Regions from separate parts of the Mus musculus genome. Here region 2 is linked to region 1. The links are chromatin contacts, called in public promoter capture Hi-C maps. All regions are on one chromosome and are shown on one strand. The core of a region is the stretch at or near the end of the contact, and the rest is flanking DNA. Distances in the headings are between cores, read along the strand shown.

Region 1 (4,536 bases), core at 810-3,309:
GTAATAAAATAGTGTTCATTCTTGACTGCTGAGCCATCTCTCCCTCTCCTTTTTTTTTTTCTCCCTCTCCTTTTGAGACAGGGTCTAACTATGTAGCACTGGTTAGCCTCACACTCCAAGCAATTCTCCTGCCTCCACCTCATGAGTAGTGGGATTACTGGTGAGCACTGATACTCCTGACAGGGTAATGAGCTGTTATAGTCCAATGAGACTTCCCTCAGCATCTTAAGTCGGTGTGCTTCTTCTGTGTATGTCCTCTGATGCTTATTGGACACTTGCAAAGTGCAGGGCGTAAGTGCGGGACAAGACAGACTGCCCCTCTCTGGGAAGCTCACGCAGAGTAGCGAGAGTGAACATGTGGAGTGAGGTATTCAGCCTGCTTCCCTCTCTTTTCCCTCTTTCTTCTCCATCGTTTGAGTATGTGTGCATGCGTGCGTATGTGTGCGTGCATGCTTGTGTGTGCATGTGTAGGGGGGCAAGAATGGACAGTCGTCTGTCTTTCTCCCTGCCACTTGTCATTTCTTCACATGATTCTAGTGCCTGAAACATCCTTTGAGGAACTTCTCCCCCCCCCACCCCAACCCCCGCCCCCAGCTGACTGGGTTCTAGTTGCTCTCTAGGAGGGCACAAGTCACTCAGGTGTGACCAGCAAGCATGCATGACTCTTAGTCAAAGTTCAGGTCTAGTCAATCATCTGGCCTCAGCAATTTTTTTCCTTTTTGTGTGTATGTACGTGTGTGTGTGTGTGGGCACTTGAATTGAATGATCTCAAATGGCTGGGTGTGAATCCCAGACTTGTTTAAAAGCCTTAATCCACAGATGTTCTTTTTCTCTTCTTTTCTTTTTCTTTTTTTAGTTGAATTAAGTCTGAGAAGATGTAGTCCCAGAATTTTTGACAGCAATCTTATGCTGTTGAGGGTAAGAGCAAAATGAAAGTGAAGTAAAGGAAACTCTCTCTCTCTCTCTCTCTCTCTCTCTCTCTCTCTCTCTCTGTGTGTGTGTGTGTGTGTGTGTGTGTGTGTACAACACATCTTTGTGACTGGATACCTAGTTAAGTGATACCCACCAAAGCCTGACCTTTGATTTATCAGGTGTATATACGCCAGTGCCCGGTCCCCCAAGTCACTTTGCTGAAGGGATTTTAAGTCCACTTTCTAAAAGGCTATTGAGTCACTTGCTGTATAGCACAGTGCTTCTGAGCTGCCTTCTGCTCACCTGCTCTGTAGTAGCCCCACCCTGCTGCAAAGTCTACCCAGCCAGTTCTGAAGCCTCCAGGAGACCCAGTGTGGGTAGTCAGCCTGTGAGCCAGTCTTAGTGAGCTCTGGTGGAGAGAGAAGGGAGCCATCTTCCTGTAAGGGCAGGGAGTGAGGAACCTGGACCCTGCTATCCAGCAAGCAGCCAGTCCTTACGTAATAGTCTGAAGACACTCCAGCTCTGGGTCCGGAGGGCTGAAGCTTGCTGCTGAGGGCCCAGTGCTCTGGGATCTGCTCCTCAGCTCTGCTTATAGGGCACTTTCCCTGTGACGGCCTCAAGGTTGGTCCCATGTACGATTTTCATAGCAACTGAGACTGCAATATCCTTACCGAATAGACTAGAAAGCTCAGTGGTTAGACCAAAGTTCTGTGGTCCCATAGGGAAGTAAGTGGAATGTCAAGTTCCTCCCCCTTATGAATCGAGGCCATTGTGGATGGACAGGTAGCCATGCAGGGGAGTCTGAATGGGAGAGAGAAGCATTCAACTGTAGAAGTGAGACTTGGGCGGTCCCAAGTCAAGCTAGAACCAGAAAGTGCAGTGTGACTACCGGTGTTTTCCGAGCTCCAGGACACCAGTTTGACAGGTAGGGAGGGGGGTGCTGCAGAGGAGGGGATTTGGGGACCCGCCCCAAGTGCTGGTGAGCTAATCCAGCCGAAAGGATGGAAGCTCTCAGGCACTGCTGGAGTGCTTTAGGGTGCCTCTGGCAATGAAACTGTCGACCCAAACTGGCTTGGCACCCGAGTACGGGCCGGGACTTTAGCGGGGGTGGAAGAGGAGGGTGCCGCGCCCTGCCCAGCCCAGGTGTCGTCTCCGGGGGCGGGGTTTGGGAACCGGGCAGCTGGGGGAGATTCCCGGCTGTACTGGTAGGAGGGCGGCCGTCGAGGGACCGGAGCCCAAGCCCGCGAGAGACTGATCCCAGGAGCGTACTGGGCAAGGGGCTGCCAGCATGTTCTCTCGAAACCATCGGAGTCGGATCACAGTGGCCAGGGGCTCCGCCCTGGAGATGGAGTTCAAACGCGGCCGCTTCCGACTTAGTTTCTTCAGCGAGTCGCCGGAGGTGAGAGGCCGCGTCCCTGCCTTCCCCTCCCAGCTCTGGCAGGTAGCCCTGGCCACCCCGACTCCTGGGCGCGCCAGGATCTGGGTCTATTCTAGCTCAAGTTGTTGACTTGGAAATCCAGGTGTGGACAGGGTGCGGGTCCATCTGATCTGTATAAGCCATGCCTTGCCTGGTTGAGGTAATTTGCCTCTGCCTTAAAAAGTCCCGATTAGCGTCCACACGAGAGGCTCTAAATTCCCTAACTGTGCCTAAACCCAGGTCCCTCTAGTATCCTGGGCCAAGGACATTGGGCAGCCAGGCATCCTCCAATACTTGAAATTTTGTTTTGGTTCCCAGCCGGTTCCCAGCTACCAGTAGCATCCCACACTCTGTGCGGACCCCCTAGGCCAACCTCCGTTGTCTCCACAGTTCTGTAACTTGTCTGAAGTCCTCCCAATGCCCTGTTACTCCTGGAGGGCAACATGTCTCTCTCTCTCTCTCTCTCTCTCTCTCTCTCTCTCTCTCTCTCTGTGTGTGTGTGTGTGTGTGTGTGGTCACACCCAACTTTCCACCTCCCTTCTCGGGCCTAAGAAGAGTCTCTAGCCTCTAGCCTGAGTCACCACACCACCACTACCACCACTACCACCACTACCACCACTACCACCACTACCAGCAGCAGCAGCAGCAGCAGCAGCAGAGTATCCCTGTCAGCACGTTCTGAGCCCTATGCTTAAATCTCTAAACTGGAGAGGCACTGGAGGCACATGGCTAAGTCAGAAATGAGAGGGGCTTGGCCACCCCAAAGAGACTTATGTCCCCAAGGTCATCTTCCCACATGCTCAAGGAGGTCCCAGTTTAAAGTCTGTATCCCTCACTGGCCCGGGAAGGGTTAAGCGTGGTGGTTCTTCCAGCAGTGCACCCCCCTCCCGCCTGGGATTCCAGGCCTGGCTTTTGCCCTTTCCTTCTAGGCTGCCCAGAACAAAGGCTCTTTTCACGCCCGTGTCCCGCAGTCCCAAGCTTTCTCTGAGTCAGAAGAGAGTGGAGGGTTTTGTCATCCTCCCGCCCCAGCAACTTAGACCCAAGGAACCCGCGCGTGGCCAGCGTCGGGGAGTCAGGGGCGAGGTTGGGGACCTGGAGGAGGGCTCGTGTTCCTGAGCCTTGCAAGGATATGCCAGGCCTTGGGAGCCATAGCTGAGGAGTCGGGGCGGAGCTGCTGGGCCAGGCCTGCCGCCGGGTTGAGTGTGACTCCACGGTCCCGGAGTAGGGGGGTGGGGGACAGCCCTGCAGCTGGCTGGGACCCGGGGCTGGTTTCCTGTCTGGAAGGGAAGGGGCCCCGAGAGGGGATCAGGGCCAGCAGCAGCCAGGCACACCCCTGACTTTCTCCCTCTCTCTCTCCTCCCTTCTGCTGGAAAAGCGAGGTAATTGTGAGCCCAGGGTGGGGCGTGCTGGATGGGGGCCGGCATTGGAAGGGGTGACCCTGGGAGCTGGGCTGCATTACAGACTCACCCCTTTGTCCCATTCCCTGGGCTCAAGTCGCCTCATGTCCTCACTTCTGTCGCTAACTTTTCTCAAACTAAGCCAGAACTCCCTCGGTCGGTTCTGATCTCCCGTCAAGCCTCAGGATTCCGTAGAATCAGCAGGAGGCGTCCCTTCCCTGCCCCCTTCCAGCTGTGCCTGCCCCTCACTGCCCTCGCAGCACGCACATTCTCGATCGGCCAGGCCAGAGATGTGGGCGGGAGCGGGGGAGGGGCCAAAATGGGAATGAAAGGGCCTTTTTCTTCCACAGCTGGGAGAACAGCTGCCACCAACTCCAGGCTGGACACTCTGTGCCCAGAGCCCCCTCTGCAGCTGGCCTCTCCTCCCAGGAACCCCTGCTCATTCTTACCTCACTTTCTTTCCTCCTCTGCTTGGCTCCTACCAAGGCCTTGGAACAGCGCTAGGAGAGAAACTTTTGTCACAGAAGCCAAAGGGGTCTAACAGGACTGCAGAGGGACAGGGACAGACTCTGCATTCTGTCCCAGAGCTGGACACCTCTCTCGAGCCCGGGGAGCAGTGGGAGGAGGAACTGTGGGACAACGTGGTGCCTACCTGGCCTCTCTCCGGGCAGCAAGGGAAGGGGCTTTAGGGGACACAGAGATGCAGGACAGATTGCGCATCCTGGAGGACCTCAATATGCTCTACATCCGGCAGATGGCACTCAGCCTGGAGGTAATGCCCCGACCCCTGGACAACGTGCTTCCTGTGCT
Region 2 (4,536 bases), core at 810-3,309, about 42 Mb after region 1:
TCAGCCTGCTTTACAAAGCGAGTTCCAGAACACCCAGGACTACACAGAGAAACCGTGTCTTGAAATCCAAAATCAAAACCAAAATCATCAATTGTAAAGTGCAACAGAATAAAAAACAGGGCAGGGGTCAGATCTAAAGTAACAAGTTTAGAGAAGAAAAATAGCCGTGAATGGCATTTGTGGTAATTAGGTAGGTACCCGGTAACAAGACTGGACACAGGCTTGAATCTAGAATTGTCCCCCCTTTTCCGTTCCGTCTTTCTTTTGCCATTTGGCAGAAATTTTGCTGTAGCTTAGTCAGGCTCTACCCACACTGTATTTGTCATACCTGCTCATGAACATCAAAATGTCACAACTTGCAGAATGAATGCCAGGCCCTTGAAAGGAAGTTCCAGAGGGAGAAAAGGAGTATGTCCTGTCCAGTAATGAAATGCTGCATGCATCTCCAAAGACGTAAACGCTTGCACACAGGACACCAACATGTGGACATCTGAGTGAAACACATGATTGCCTGAGAGTTAGTCTCTGGGGGATGGGGATGGAGCTCAGTTGGCAGAGTGAATGCCTAGCATGCAAAAGGAACAGAGTACGCTGACCAGCGCTGCAGAAAACTGGGCATGGTGGTAAACTTCTGCAGTCCTAGCATTCAGGAGGCAGAAGTAGGAGGACCAGAATTTCAAGGTCATTCTTGACTACATTTCATGTTTGAAGCCAGCCTGGACTACACAAGCCTCTGTTTCTGCTGGGAAAAGAGTCTCTGAACGTCAAGTTGTAACTGTCCTATTAATGTTACTATGTTCTCTTTCCTTTTGCATGGATGCCTAAGATATAAACATTTACACTGCATCCAAAACCTAAGCTTCCACTAAATGTAAAATAAGAATTCTAAGGCTAGGAAAACGCAACCACAGCTATAGATTCCTTTAAAGCTGTGAAGCATAAAATAATGTTGAATTTTACAACTGATGTCTAGGAAAGGGATTCTACTGGAAGAGAGAAGAAACGTCTTTAAGTATTGAGAAGGAAAAATTGATTCTACTTAGATTTTGGAGGAGGAGTAAAGAGGAAAGGGCTGGGGCTGGAGAGAGATGGCTCAGTGGTGGAGGGAGCATATTGCTTTTGCAGAGGGTTTGGTTCCCAGCACTCACATATACTCAAAACCATCTAGGGAATAACCCTCCTCTGGCCTCCAAGGGCACCCAAGCATGCATAGATGCAGGCAGAAACTTGTACCATAATATATATATACATATGTGTGTGTGTGTGTATATATATATATATATATATATATATATATATATATATACACACACACACATACATACGCATAATGTGTGTGTATATATATATACATATATGTGTGTATATATATATATATACACACATATATATGTGTGTGTGTATCTATATATCTGTATATATGTATATATCTATATCTATCTATCTATCTATCTATCTATCTATCTATCTATCTATCTATCTATAGAGAGAGGTCTCAAAAAACAAAACAAAGCATAAACATAAAATAGGGAAGTCTACTTTAGTTCAGGTTTCTGGGCTGGGTTAACTAAGTCGCTGTGTTAACAGGTTTAGGGATGAAGTTCGTGATAGGGAAGAGAAGAATGAAGAATGTGGGTTTTATGGTCTCAGGCAGGGATGGTGACGGGGTGGTCCTGTGGCCAAGGACTTCATGAATATGCATTCACTGCTGAACCTCGCAGCCAGTTGGATTCCAGCGTCTAAGTCACTTGGGTTTCCTTCTGCCAGGTGCTGTGGGCGGGAGCGGTAAGAATGACAGCAGTCTCCAGCTCAGCGATTGGCTGGTAGGCACCATAAAAGGTCTAACTCAGCGGCGGAGACAGAGTTTGAGCTGGACTTTAAGCAAGCCACTTTTGTATTGGTCAGTGAAGAAATAGAAATAAGAGGACAATGGTAATTGCTGTAGTTGTGGGGGCGGGACTAGCAGGCCATTTCTCACGAGGATTGGACCTGGAGGTTTTGACATCATCCGAGAGGCGTGGTCATGTCTAATAAAGCCGAGAGCCGGCCCTGCACCTGCAGTAAGTTCCACCGCAGTTAGAGTTCCGGGTGTTTCGTGTGAGGCGGCGCTCGACAGTTCCGTCTGCTTCAGCCGCAGTGTCTCCCTGCCCGTCTCGTTGCATTCTCCAGAGAGGGGACGGACCTCCACTTCCTCTTTCAGAAAAATGTGAGTTGACTCTGCTCTAGGGTCCTCGACACCTCTTTACCGACTCTCCCCCGCAGTGTCCGACTCTGCGGGACGGGAAATGGCGCATTGCAGCAGCTGCGGCGACGCCGGGAACCACCAGCTCGCGCCGCCCCCAGACCGGGCCACCCCGGACTGCGGGCAGCGCTCCATCCCGCACCAACTGCAGCTGGCACTCCATGGCAGGGCGAGGGCGCGGGGGTCCCACGTACACCGCACCCTCCCCTCTTGTCTTTGTATCGTGGAACCCCAAAGGGGAAAAAGTGGGGGAGGTATAGATTCAGACAGGAAACTCGGAGACCCTTTCTTGTTTGACAGACTCTTAAAGCCTCTGGGAAGACTTATAGGTGTTCCTGTCCATTCTTGACTTGGAGTGCCCGCAGTCTCTGCGTTATGCATGCCCCTCACCCAGAGTGTGATGTACCTGCCTCATGGCTGTGAGCAAAGCTGCAGAAACTTAACTTGCTAGTTCTGTGGCGCCTTGCGAGTAGCTCAGAAAGTCTCAGGGGACAGTGGTATGAAATCTTAATGCAGCTGTTTATGCTAAGGCGATTTCCAGTGATCAAGTCCTAGCCAAATAAATATTGGAGGAGAAATAGGGAGAACAGTGAATTCTTCATTTTATCCAAAACACATAGTTTAGCCTTTAGCTCTTTTTGGCATCATCCCCTTCTGTGGCCAGATAAATTAAGAACTTCCCTTTAGGATCACATACACACAATGAAGAATTTTCTTTCTTTTCATTTATTATCTGAATCTCTTGCCTGGTGCTAGATTTATTTGTGTTTGTTCCCTCTTCCTCTCTCTCTCCCTCTTCCTCTCTCTCTCCCTCTTCCTCGCTCTCTCTATCCCCCTTCTTTGTTTGGCTTTTCCATATAGGGTTTCTCTGTGTACCCCTGGCTGTCTCAGAATTCCCTCTATAGACAAGGCTGGCCTTGAACTCAGAGATCCACCTGCCCCTGGCTTCCAAGTGCTGGGATTAAAGGTGTGCACCACTACACTCTGCTTGTGTTGCCTCTATTGGCAAAAGGGGGGCAGGATTTTGTATTACATAAGGGTTATAACTCCCTGAATAGGTTAGGGTGGAGTGTTTCTACCTGCCACAAATAGTAAATAAAGTGAGTTCTCCAAAGCTTCACAGCCATTTTATCCGTTCTCTGCATTAACATTCTGTGCAGTTTTTACAAGCCCATAGATCTAGATGTTTAGGGGAGGGGAGGGGTCCTTCTTAGTTGACTGGCTGCAGGTAGTTTCATGTGTGATGTTTGGAAGGAGGTTGAGAAAGCATGGTGGCTAGCAGGGAATCACGAGGTCTCTGACCTTAATCTTGTCATTGGTGCCACCATCCTGGACACCTTCCAACACTAGCTGCTACCAACTCATTGAAATCCCTCCCTCTGGTCTAGAACTAGATTGCTTAGCTAGCTCAGTAGCAGTGCAGATCCTGTGGCTCCCATGGCTTTGCAGATTCCTCTATGTTTAGGAAGGAAATGGGAAAGCGGCCCTTTAAGTGGAAGAAGCTGGTGTAATCTGCTAATAGAGTCTTTCTGAGGGGCTTCTACATCTTGATCTTAGCCAAAAGGCCGAGAAGCGGTTGGGGTTATTACATCGTGTCTAGAACATTTCCCTTAGTTATGGAAAAAGAGATTCTGCATCTTGGTTCTGTTGTAATTAATCAAGGAATTTACTTTTTTTTTAGCAACTTTCTGGTGGCTTAACCTTTACTGTACTTATTCTTGGACTTTTCTAGCAAAGATTTTTTTTTTTTTTAGCACTTAAGAAATTTCTATTCCCCATCAAATTTTAGCTTTCTCTCTTTACCTTGCTTCTGTGGGTTTAACTCTGGGAACTCGTTAGCTGGTGACTGTCAGAGAGGAGTTCATCTTCAGGCCCCACCGTTGCTTTAACCCCAGCAGATGGGGAGGCAGAGGCAGATAGATCTGTATTTCAGGCTAGCCTGGTCTACATAGAGAGTTCCAGGACACCCAGGGCTTCGTGAGACCTCATCTCAAAACAAAACACCCGAAACACAAACCAAACCAAACCAAACCCACTCTGGATTATTCCCTTCTAAGGCCGTGGGAACGCTTTGCCCTCAGCGGTGCTGGTGGAGAGACTTGAACTCACAGCAGTGTAGTTCAAGCTTCCTTATCTGACACGGGACTGGGTAACTATCCTGAGACATCGCCCAGTCTGAAGATGAATGGACAGAGTGTCTGCTGTGTGTACACTGAGGACTGTTTCTAGCATTTTTATTTCTGGTCTGTGCTTTTCGGAACGACTAGTATAATTGTTTTAGGTCTCAGATTCAT

Evidence for each region. Promoter capture Hi-C pulls out the DNA fragments that hold promoters and counts their contacts.
Region 2: a promoter capture Hi-C map of maxillary cranial neural crest shows a contact between it and region 1. The contact joins the promoter of Vamp1 here to the promoter of Rtkn in region 1. A contact is called at or near these places in 3 of 39 promoter capture datasets (cranial neural crest, maxillary cranial neural crest and pre-B cells) and 1 of 9 other capture datasets (adipose tissue).

Annotation. Positions count from the first base shown.
Region 1 is chr6:83,133,749-83,138,284 of GRCm38.p6, forward strand. Rtkn (rhotekin) reads left to right here and starts at 2,060. Exons shown (of 12, transcript NM_001136227.1): 1 at 2,060-2,311. The coding sequence starts at 2,201.
Region 2 is chr6:125,213,522-125,218,057 of GRCm38.p6, forward strand. Vamp1 (vesicle-associated membrane protein 1) reads left to right here and starts at 2,060. Exons shown (of 5, transcript NM_009496.3): 1 at 2,060-2,206. The coding sequence starts at 2,205.